Linked DNA regions of Mus musculus: regions 2 and 3 are each linked to region 1. The links are chromatin contacts, called in public HiChIP or PLAC-seq maps. All regions are on one chromosome and are shown on one strand. The core of a region is the stretch at or near the end of the contact, and the rest is flanking DNA. Distances in the headings are between cores, read along the strand shown.

Region 1 (2,732 bases), core at 62-2,561:
GTTTCATCCTTATCTCCATGTACGCTCAAAAACACTTAGAATTCTTTGTATTCTTGCACCCGTTTAGGCTAAAAAGTATCCAGAGAGTTTTATGTAGTCATTTAAAATTATCCTTACATAACAGATACAAATACAAAGTGTCGGAGTAAACCTGTCAAGTTCTTTCTACTTGGTCTTTGAATAAAAAGTCCATGTGCAACACACTCTGTCAAACAACATAAAAGCTCCTGGGCGGGGATGTGCAGTGTGCACAACGCTAGGGTTTTCTAGATTAAATATACATGTGGACGGTTTGATCCTTTTACAAAGGAAACCAGTCTTTATTAACTTTCCAAAACGTCCAAACAAGTTTGGCAGAGAATTACCACTGTAGCCGTGTCTGAGTATTTACATTTGTTTCACTAACTGAAACTACTTCCTCCCTTCATGGGGTCACAGGGGGAAGAAGGGGGGTTGTTTGTTTCACTGGGACGTTCCCCACTCCCGGACCGGGAAAGTTGTAAATATGGGGGACGATCGGGGCACATTTGCTGATAGTTGTATTGTTTCCGCCTCCTCACTAGCTACGGCTCCTCTCCCGGGCGAGGCCTGTCACCGACCAGCAGTCGCTCCGCTCAGCCCGGAGCTCTCCTAATCCCCGAGCTCAAGTAGATTCCGCTGGCCCGCGGCCTGCACTCTCCGCCGGGCCTACGCCTCCCCGGCCGCCCGGCAGGGAGCCCGGTTCCCCGTCACCGAAGCCGGCCGGGAGAGGCTACGAACCCCGCCGCCACCGCCGCCGCCGCCGCCACCCAGGGTGGCTGCCGCCGGAGAGGAGCGAGCGAGCGAACTCACTCTCTCGACTCGCCCCGTGGAAGAGACCCGGGGCCGCTGAGGAAACGGCGGGGAGGGGAGCGAGGAGGAGAAACGCTGAGGGACCTGGCGCCGGCGCCACCGCCGCCACCGCCGCCGCCGAAATAAAAGAGCAGGAATTTACCTGGGCGAATCGGCGTCTGAATCCGAAGCGGAGGCCGAGGCCGCGGTGGCAAGAGAGAGAGAGCGAGAGAGCGAGACTATAATCCGGGCCGGGAGGGGGGGTGGCTACGGCTCCTCTTCCGTCTCCTCAGTGCGGGGAACATGTAGAGCCGGGGGGAGAGCAGCCGAGAAGACAAATCGCGGCTTCTTCTTCGTCCTCCTCCTCCTTCTCCCACATAGAAACACTCACACAAACACCCGGCCGGGGGCCCCGAGCTACCGGGGGGGCATCGCCGCGGGCCCGGGAACCAATCCTCCTGGCGGCGGGGGCGTCCCTCCCTGGCGGCTTTGCTGGTGTCGGGTGAGTCGGTACCGACGGAGGGAGGGAGGGACGGGAGGGCGGGCGGGGGGGAAGGAGCCCAGTGTGTGTGTGTGTGTGTGTGTATGTGTGTGTGTGTGTGTGTATGTGTGTGTGTATGTGTGTGTGTGTCTCTCTCTCTCGTTCCGTCTCTCCCTCTCAGAACAAAATGCCGACCGGAAGTGCAGCTGCAGGAATGACTCCCTCCGCCGGCGCCAAACACTAACAACCACCCCCTCTTCCCTACTCCACTTCCGCCGCCGCCACCGCCGCCGCCGCCACTCGGGCTCGCAGCTCTGCCTCAGCGCGCCGGCTCCCGCGGGCTCCGGAGGCGCGGCGGCGGCGGCGACAGCGGCGGAGGCAGCGGGAGCAGCAGCGGCGGTTCTGCTCCGTGCCCTTGTCCTGTGCAACGGACGGCCGTGGATGCTGCCCGTGGGGTCGCTTCTGCAAGACGGCGTCTACGCCGTTGCTCGGGTGACCGGCTTGATTTTTTTTTTTTTTTTTTCCTTTTGGTCCCCCTCGAGGCGACAGCAGCCGGGCGCTGGTCCGCTGTGGTGGCGTGAGGCCGGGATCTCCCTCTTCTCAGGCGCTCCGGGCCTCATAGCCCCCCACCCTCAATCCCGGAGAAGGCGGCCAGCCGAGGCCGCGCTGCTCTCCCTGACTGGCCGGCCCCGGGCCCCGGGGGGAAGCCGAGCTCCCGCTGCCGGCGGGTTGGATGCCGACCTTTCAAACGCTGTTCCCGCAGCCGTGATGGATGGATCGTCCCGGGAGCGGCCGGATCCTATGTCTGTCTGGGTTATTTTCTGCGAAGAACACAGTCCTCGGAGGTGAAGACTCCCAGCCTGGCTGAGTTGGAATCGTGATCGTGGTGGTGGTGGTGCATTAATTTCTGGAAATACGAGAGGGCTGCTGGACTTGCCTCTTTTTTTTTTTTTTTTTTTTTTTTTTTTCCTTTTTGGCGGTGGTTTTGATTGCCTCCCTGGTAGTCGGGATAAGGCCTGTAGGCGACGCTGTGCAAGCAAGGAGCCGGTCGCTCTGGCGCTGCGATCTAGGTGTGGGTGGAGCCCAGGCCATCCTGACGCCGGGCACCGGAGCCCCGGCACCGGCGCACTTCAAAACATCGTTTTCCTCTGTATGTTGAAAACTCAGAGGCTCTGGACAAGGCTGGAGTACAAAATGTGAATACGAATACAGTACCGTACCCGATGGTAGTGTCTTACTGTAAAACCGGAGGGCATTTCATCGCCACACAGTTTTCTGTTTGCTTGCTTGTTTGTTTGTTTGTTTTTGTATAAATTGTAAGGGGGCTAATTCTTCAGGTAAAAAGTGCCAGTAGGTAAGCACATTTTACTCAGGAGGAACCATATTATATTTTTTTAAATAAAATAAGTTGTCAGCGTTAATCGTTTGCTTGTCTATGCAC
Region 2 (2,732 bases), core at 120-2,619, 680 kb after region 1:
ACTGAAAGGTCCCCGGTCATCTGGGCAAAGGCCCCAGCCTCCGTTTGAGAATGCAGGTTGGAAACTGTAGCTCCAATGTCTCTTCCTCAAAGCTACATTGTTGTTAGCACAGACGGCTATCAACACAAATGCCCTCTAAAACCCACAGAGGATGCTCTAACAATGCCTTTCTCCCCATTCTCTCCTGCTAGGAGAGCCTCAAGAGAGTTTCAAAGTCAACGTCTAGTGATCACTAAGGAGACATAGTTACAAACGGTAACACCTCCCCCCCCCCCCCACCCCCACAAACTGAGCTTAGCCTGAAAGTTGGAGTGGCAAAGACACCACACTGCTCAAGTCAAGAATGTGGAGCCACTCCATCCAGACACCCAGAGGCAAAGCTTCACTGTGACAGCTCAGAGCTTTCCTACCTGGAGCAGCTGCTTAGCAGAGTCGCCACGGCAGATTCAGAAAACCCAGAGCACCCACAAAGGTTTAGTCGCACCAAGTTTTCATTCTGTGCAAGAGTCCTAGAAAAGAGAAATGCCGGAAGAATGCATTGCATCAATGGCGAGTCCTGGTGTGTGTGCCTGTGTGTGTGCAACTGTAGTCAGAAATGGGCTTCAAAATCTATATTTCAGGCTGGTGAGATGGCTCAGTGGATAAGAGCACTGACTGCTCTACTGAAGGTCCTGAGTTCAAATCCCAGCAACAACATAGTAGCTCACAACCACCCATAATGAGATCTGACACCCTCTTCTGGTGTGTCAAAAGACAGCTACAGTGTACTTACATATAGCAATAAATCAATCTTTGGGCCAGAGCCAACAGGGACTGGGCAAGCAGGGGTTGTGGGGTAGGGTGGCGGGGTGGCTGGAATGAGCAGAGGTCCTAAATTCAATTCCCAACAGCCAGATGAAGGCTCACAACCATCTGTACAGCTACAGTGTGCACTCATATACATAAAAATAAATAAATAAATCTTTAAAAAAGATCTATATTTCACTAGTCACAGCTGAGTGGCTTGCTTTGGCTACACATCTGCAAACTGGCGAGAGCATCTTCTTGCTGGGGTTGGGAAGAAGGTTAAATGACACATTGTACTGAGGGATTTGCAAAGAACTTGCAGCATAAATGTACAAGAAACACCAGTGAGTATATATATCTCTTATGTTAAAAGGCTCACCCTCTCCTCTTAGGGACCCTTAGTGGTGATGAGCTATTGTTCTGGAGTTAATTCTTGGTTTGGTTTGATTCACTGTGTGAACTTGGACAATCGATCTGGCCTTTCTGTGCCTCAGTTTTCACATAGTGGGAAAGGTCGAGAACTTACAGCTTGCTCTCAGAATTATGCTTAGGTTGGCATGGCTCTCACTCTTGTTCCGGTTTTCCTATCAGGCTTCCTCTTTTCTCATCTGACTAGTGCAATGTTCTCACATGCACGGAACTAGCAAATTAATTAAGTACATTGCAATCTGACATGGTCCTTCCATTCCCAGAATCATGATGCACCATGCTTCATGGCCTCTTTGCAAACTACCAGAGGCTCCACAGAAAGCCATTATTCTATAGCCATGATCCTCCTCATCTCCCTGATGTGTAGGCTCCAGCTACTAGCAGCTAGTGAGGCATTCAGAACAGCAGCAGTTGTCCTGAGGCTGCTTCTACTGTCCTATCGCTTTGGAGATCTCCTACCTGAATATCGTCAGTGGCCAGCCTGCAAGTCAGTACTCTGAGAAGCCTGCCTTCTTGCATTCAATCAGTTCCCCCGGAATGTTGCCACATAGCCAGCAATGCATTTAACCAACACTCTGCCCTGTAGTTATCTGCCTCACCCATGAAGGAGGCGCAGACCACATACTGTTGACCCCTTTTCTCTCTCACACCTAGAGTAGGTTCTGGCATATGGTCAGCATTCAAGTGTCTGCTGTCTTGAATATCTTAGACAGTTCTGGTTATTTGGTTTGTCCTTCTGGACACGTACACAAGGACACTGTGGTCATATACAAGAAACGCTGCCACACAAAGCGACTGTGTTCACGACATACTTCAGGTGTCACTCACTTGACAATGGGGTCTGAGAGCTGCAGGCCTTCCAGGCTTAGATTCTGCAGCTTGGAGCACTCGGACAGAATCTTATGGAGGTTCGACACATTTATCACTGAGTTCGACAGGTCCATGTGCTGTACCCGGAAAGAGCTGTATATACGAGAGAAAAGAGGCCCTGTGAGGTGACTCACACAAGTACACTCAGATTCCATCAGACTCCTTCCTGTCCGCACATGACAGCCGAGCACAAATAAATACCCCTTTTAAATACTGGAGAAAGAGCTGAGCAGAAAACAAATTGCTTCTAGCTAACTCCTATCCTCAATCATTTTTAAAACTCAAGATTTCCCAAGCACGGATGGATGTTACTGCCAACACGGTCGCACTCCTAAAATTAAAAGGTGGCTATTAGGAGATGAGCTAGCCACACGTGCCCAGGGCGTGTGGTAAGCCTATGATGACTCCTGGCTGCTGGTCCGGGTTGAGGTTGAGCACCTGAGCAACAACCATGTTTACTAAGAGGAGGAGGACAGTAGATGAACCAGTTTTAATGGGAGGCCTAGTGTTTAGCTTTAGATATGCTAATATCAAAGTACTAGATATGCTAATATCAAAGTACTCAAGTTCAGATGTGGAAGCTTTTCAGTAATTAGAACTAAGAATTTTGAAGCGGACCAGACTAACGGAAGGGTCTGAGAATCCTG
Region 3 (2,732 bases), core at 66-2,565, 520 kb after region 1:
AGGAAGACTCGGCCAGGCTGGATTCACTCCACTGGAGCCTACAACGCTTAACCCTAAAAAAGCAGTTATAAGTGTAACTCAAAGCTCAGGGCATTAACTCAGGTGCATCCCTGCTGCAAATTATACAGCCACTGCCGAGGACTCCATAGTGTAACCCCAAGCAGAACCCTAAGGGTCCCCAAGCATCAGCCCTAGTCTCTAACATGGTAGCACTTGTGACAGACCTACAGAAAAGCTGGAGTCCATCAATGAAGGCAAACACCAGCTTTGTGTACAAAGGCTTTGCTCCTTTGTCTGGAACAGAGAATTAAGAAACACATGTGCGTGGGTGTGCATGTGTGTGCGTTTGTGCACACACATTTGGGTTTGGATACATGTGTGACTGTGTGCATTGTCTCAGGTGTGAGTGTATGCCTGGGTATGCACACACAAACATATGGGTGTGAGAGTGTAGATTTCATACTTAACTTTATATCTCAGATTGTGCCCAGGAATCCACTTCTTCAAGTCTACATCTTTATGCCAGCTTTATCAAATAAAACCCAAAATATAATACAAAAAATTCATTTGAATTAGTCACAAGAATTACAAAGGTGAAGTGATATATGCATTTCATGTGTTTTCAGAAATGAAAATATGCTTGGGAAATTGTCAATTGCCTTAGGATGAAAGAAGAAAACAAGAAGAGACACATCTCCCTGCCTTCTAGATATCATAAGGAGGCAACCTTATTAGGGTGTTTTATATCAGTTTCCAAATTCAAGCAGAGCGTCTCGCTCAGAGTCACGCTGCAAGGCAGGACCTATGATATTCATTATGACTTCACTGAGTCTAAGGAGTTTAGGGTTTGCTTTCCAACAGTGATGGACCGGCAAGCACAAGAAACCTCACAAGCTGCCTTGTCTTACAACCCAGAGGCAGCAGTGGTCGAGACTGTGCTGGGAAGCAAAGCTAATGTTTCCGGGTAGTGTTTTGTGCTCCTCTCCTGGAGCCTCGGAGCTGTTTACAGAGTCCGAGAGTCCCAGCAGTACATTTCCATGCGCTCCTGACCAGATCCAGCTGGATCTTTTCCATTTCGCTTGTGCCTGAGAATAACTGCACTGCCCAAGCCCTGCTTTGGGCTTGGGCTTTAATGACAACGCAGCAGAAGCAAGGTGGTTAATTGCTGTGCTGTCCGGACATCTTTACCATCCCTGCTTTGGTCACTCCGTTAAAACAATAAGAATGCTATTTCTTGCCTGCCTCTCTATGCTAATCAGCTAGCCCAGTCTCCTCCCCTCCAGCCTCCCTTAAGAACTGTACACATCCAACTGTCACAGGGGCGAACTCCAACCAGGCAGATTTAATCCTGCAGCGCTTTCCCCCTTTGCTTGTTTCTCTAGCAGTCCTCTCTACACTAGAGGGACTGGACTTTACAGCAGAGAAGGAACTGAAAACGGCTAAAATTGAACGAGAGAGCTAGTTTCACCGAGAGACGTCGTTTCTTTTTGAACATTCTAAAAGGGGAAAGGTCCAGGGCGCTTTAAAATAAACTAAGAGTTAAGTCGTGTTTCCAGCCAAATAAGCTGGCATCTTTGTAGGCAGGAGGTGCGATACTGGTAAATATTTACTGCAGAATTCTTGACCAGTAGAAACCCTGGCATGCTTTTCGAGGAGTAAATGTTTTACATGCGAGGCGAGATCTGCGCGTGCCTCTGTGTTCTTTCCAAGTAACTTCTGAAGACAGTTTTTGATGTCTGGCTAAGACAAACTGCGCTAGTGGTCCCCGAGTCACAGCCAGATCGTTGGTACCATGTCTACAACACAAAGGAAAGACGACAGCCACCTGTTCACCAGTTCGTGCACGCGTCAGCTGCAGGTGCAGGAGGATCGGCAACAGCAAGGTGGGTCTAGAGAGCAAAGTCCTGCGCTCTGTGACTTTCTGACCTTTTGTATGTCTGGGGAAGGGTGGGCTGGTGAAGAGCTTGCACCCTCTGAGAGGAAGAATAATAGGCTGGACAGTAGGTTCCCGTGGCCTCGCTGTTGATTTAAAGGATTATCATTTCTTGAAAGACTTTTGAGAATACATATTCCTTGGAAACAGGTACTCAAACTAGACACTGCCAGTTGTGTAGAGTGTGCTAGGGTGTGTATAATTGAAAACACCCATGGGGCAAGGCTGACTGGGCTATTGAGGAAATTTAGCCAAGAGCAGCTTTGTTAGCCTGGCGCTAACCTCATGTCCTACTACTAGTAGGGGCTTTGCTTACATCTAACTTTGTGAAGACCTCTGACTCATTCAGTTGTGGAAAATGCATATTTTGGCACTCATTTTAGAGTCCAAAGAGATCTGGAACAGACAGTGTGGCATTTGACTTGATGGACACCTAAACGCCACACCTCACCAGGCTTTCCATGAATAATCTTTAAAAGCATTTCAGATTGACTACTCAGCCAGACGATTGATACAAATAGACCAACTACTACTCTATCCCCTTGATAAGGACAACAGAAGACACTAGTGGGAAAGGCTGTGAGCTGATGACACCAGCATCACCCTGCCCCTCCCCCAGGCTAAGAACTTTCCAAACGCATCTAACTCCTTGCAGCCTGTCATGGATCTAGGATATACAGTGCATAAGAGCCTCATTTATTTCTGTGTATACTTGGCTTTGGATTTCACTCTCCTGGTGGGTAGCTGCTAATGGATGGAAACCTCCCACATTCAAGGTAGCGTAGGGGTGCTAACATTT

What was found. HiChIP or PLAC-seq counts read pairs in DNA pulled down with a chosen protein or histone mark.
Region 2: an H3K4me3 HiChIP or PLAC-seq map of bone marrow-derived macrophages shows a contact between it and region 1, with 3 times the contacts expected there. The contact joins the enhancer-like site here to the promoter of Nipbl in region 1. A contact is called at or near these places in 3 of 39 promoter capture datasets (the 3T3-L1 cell line, hippocampal neurons and second pharyngeal arch cranial neural crest), 7 of 484 Hi-C or Micro-C datasets (CD8 T cells, the N1E-115 cell line, Sertoli cells and 3 more) and 3 of 115 datasets of contacts at active chromatin or transcription factors (bone marrow-derived macrophages, extraembryonic endoderm stem cells and forebrain).
Region 3: an H3K27ac HiChIP or PLAC-seq map of microglia shows a contact between it and region 1, with 6 times the contacts expected there. The contact joins the promoter of Ranbp3l here to the promoter of Nipbl in region 1. A contact is called at or near these places in 7 of 39 promoter capture datasets (the 3T3-L1 cell line, 3T3-L1-derived adipocytes, cranial neural crest and 3 more), 1 of 15 datasets of contacts at CTCF or cohesin (the NIH/3T3 cell line) and 2 of 115 datasets of contacts at active chromatin or transcription factors (microglia and pancreatic cancer cells).

The regions. Positions count from the first base shown.
Region 1 is chr15:8,443,152-8,445,883 of GRCm38.p6, forward strand. It overlaps Nipbl (NIPBL cohesin loading factor), which reads right to left and starts at 1,312. Exons shown (of 47, transcript NM_027707.3): 1 at 974-1,312. It overlaps LOC102634078, which reads left to right. Exons shown (of 3, transcript XM_017316813.1): 2 at 564-813; 3 at 912-2,712. The coding sequence ends at 2,140.
Region 2 is chr15:9,121,827-9,124,558 of GRCm38.p6, forward strand. It overlaps Skp2 (S-phase kinase-associated protein 2), which reads right to left. Exons shown (of 10, transcript NM_013787.3): 5 at 2,044-2,178; 6 at 411-509. Among named protein-coding and RNA genes, the nearest start is that of Skp2, 17 kb to the right of the region's middle. Within about 2 kb of position 1,370, at least 19 of the 459 cell types and tissues checked have an H3K27ac peak or open chromatin away from gene starts, as enhancers often do. A contact at or near this core is called in bone marrow-derived macrophages, where this site is marked.
Region 3 is chr15:8,966,634-8,969,365 of GRCm38.p6, forward strand. Ranbp3l (RAN binding protein 3-like) reads left to right here and starts at 1,316. Exons shown (of 14, transcript NM_198024.2): 1 at 1,316-1,883. The coding sequence starts at 1,793.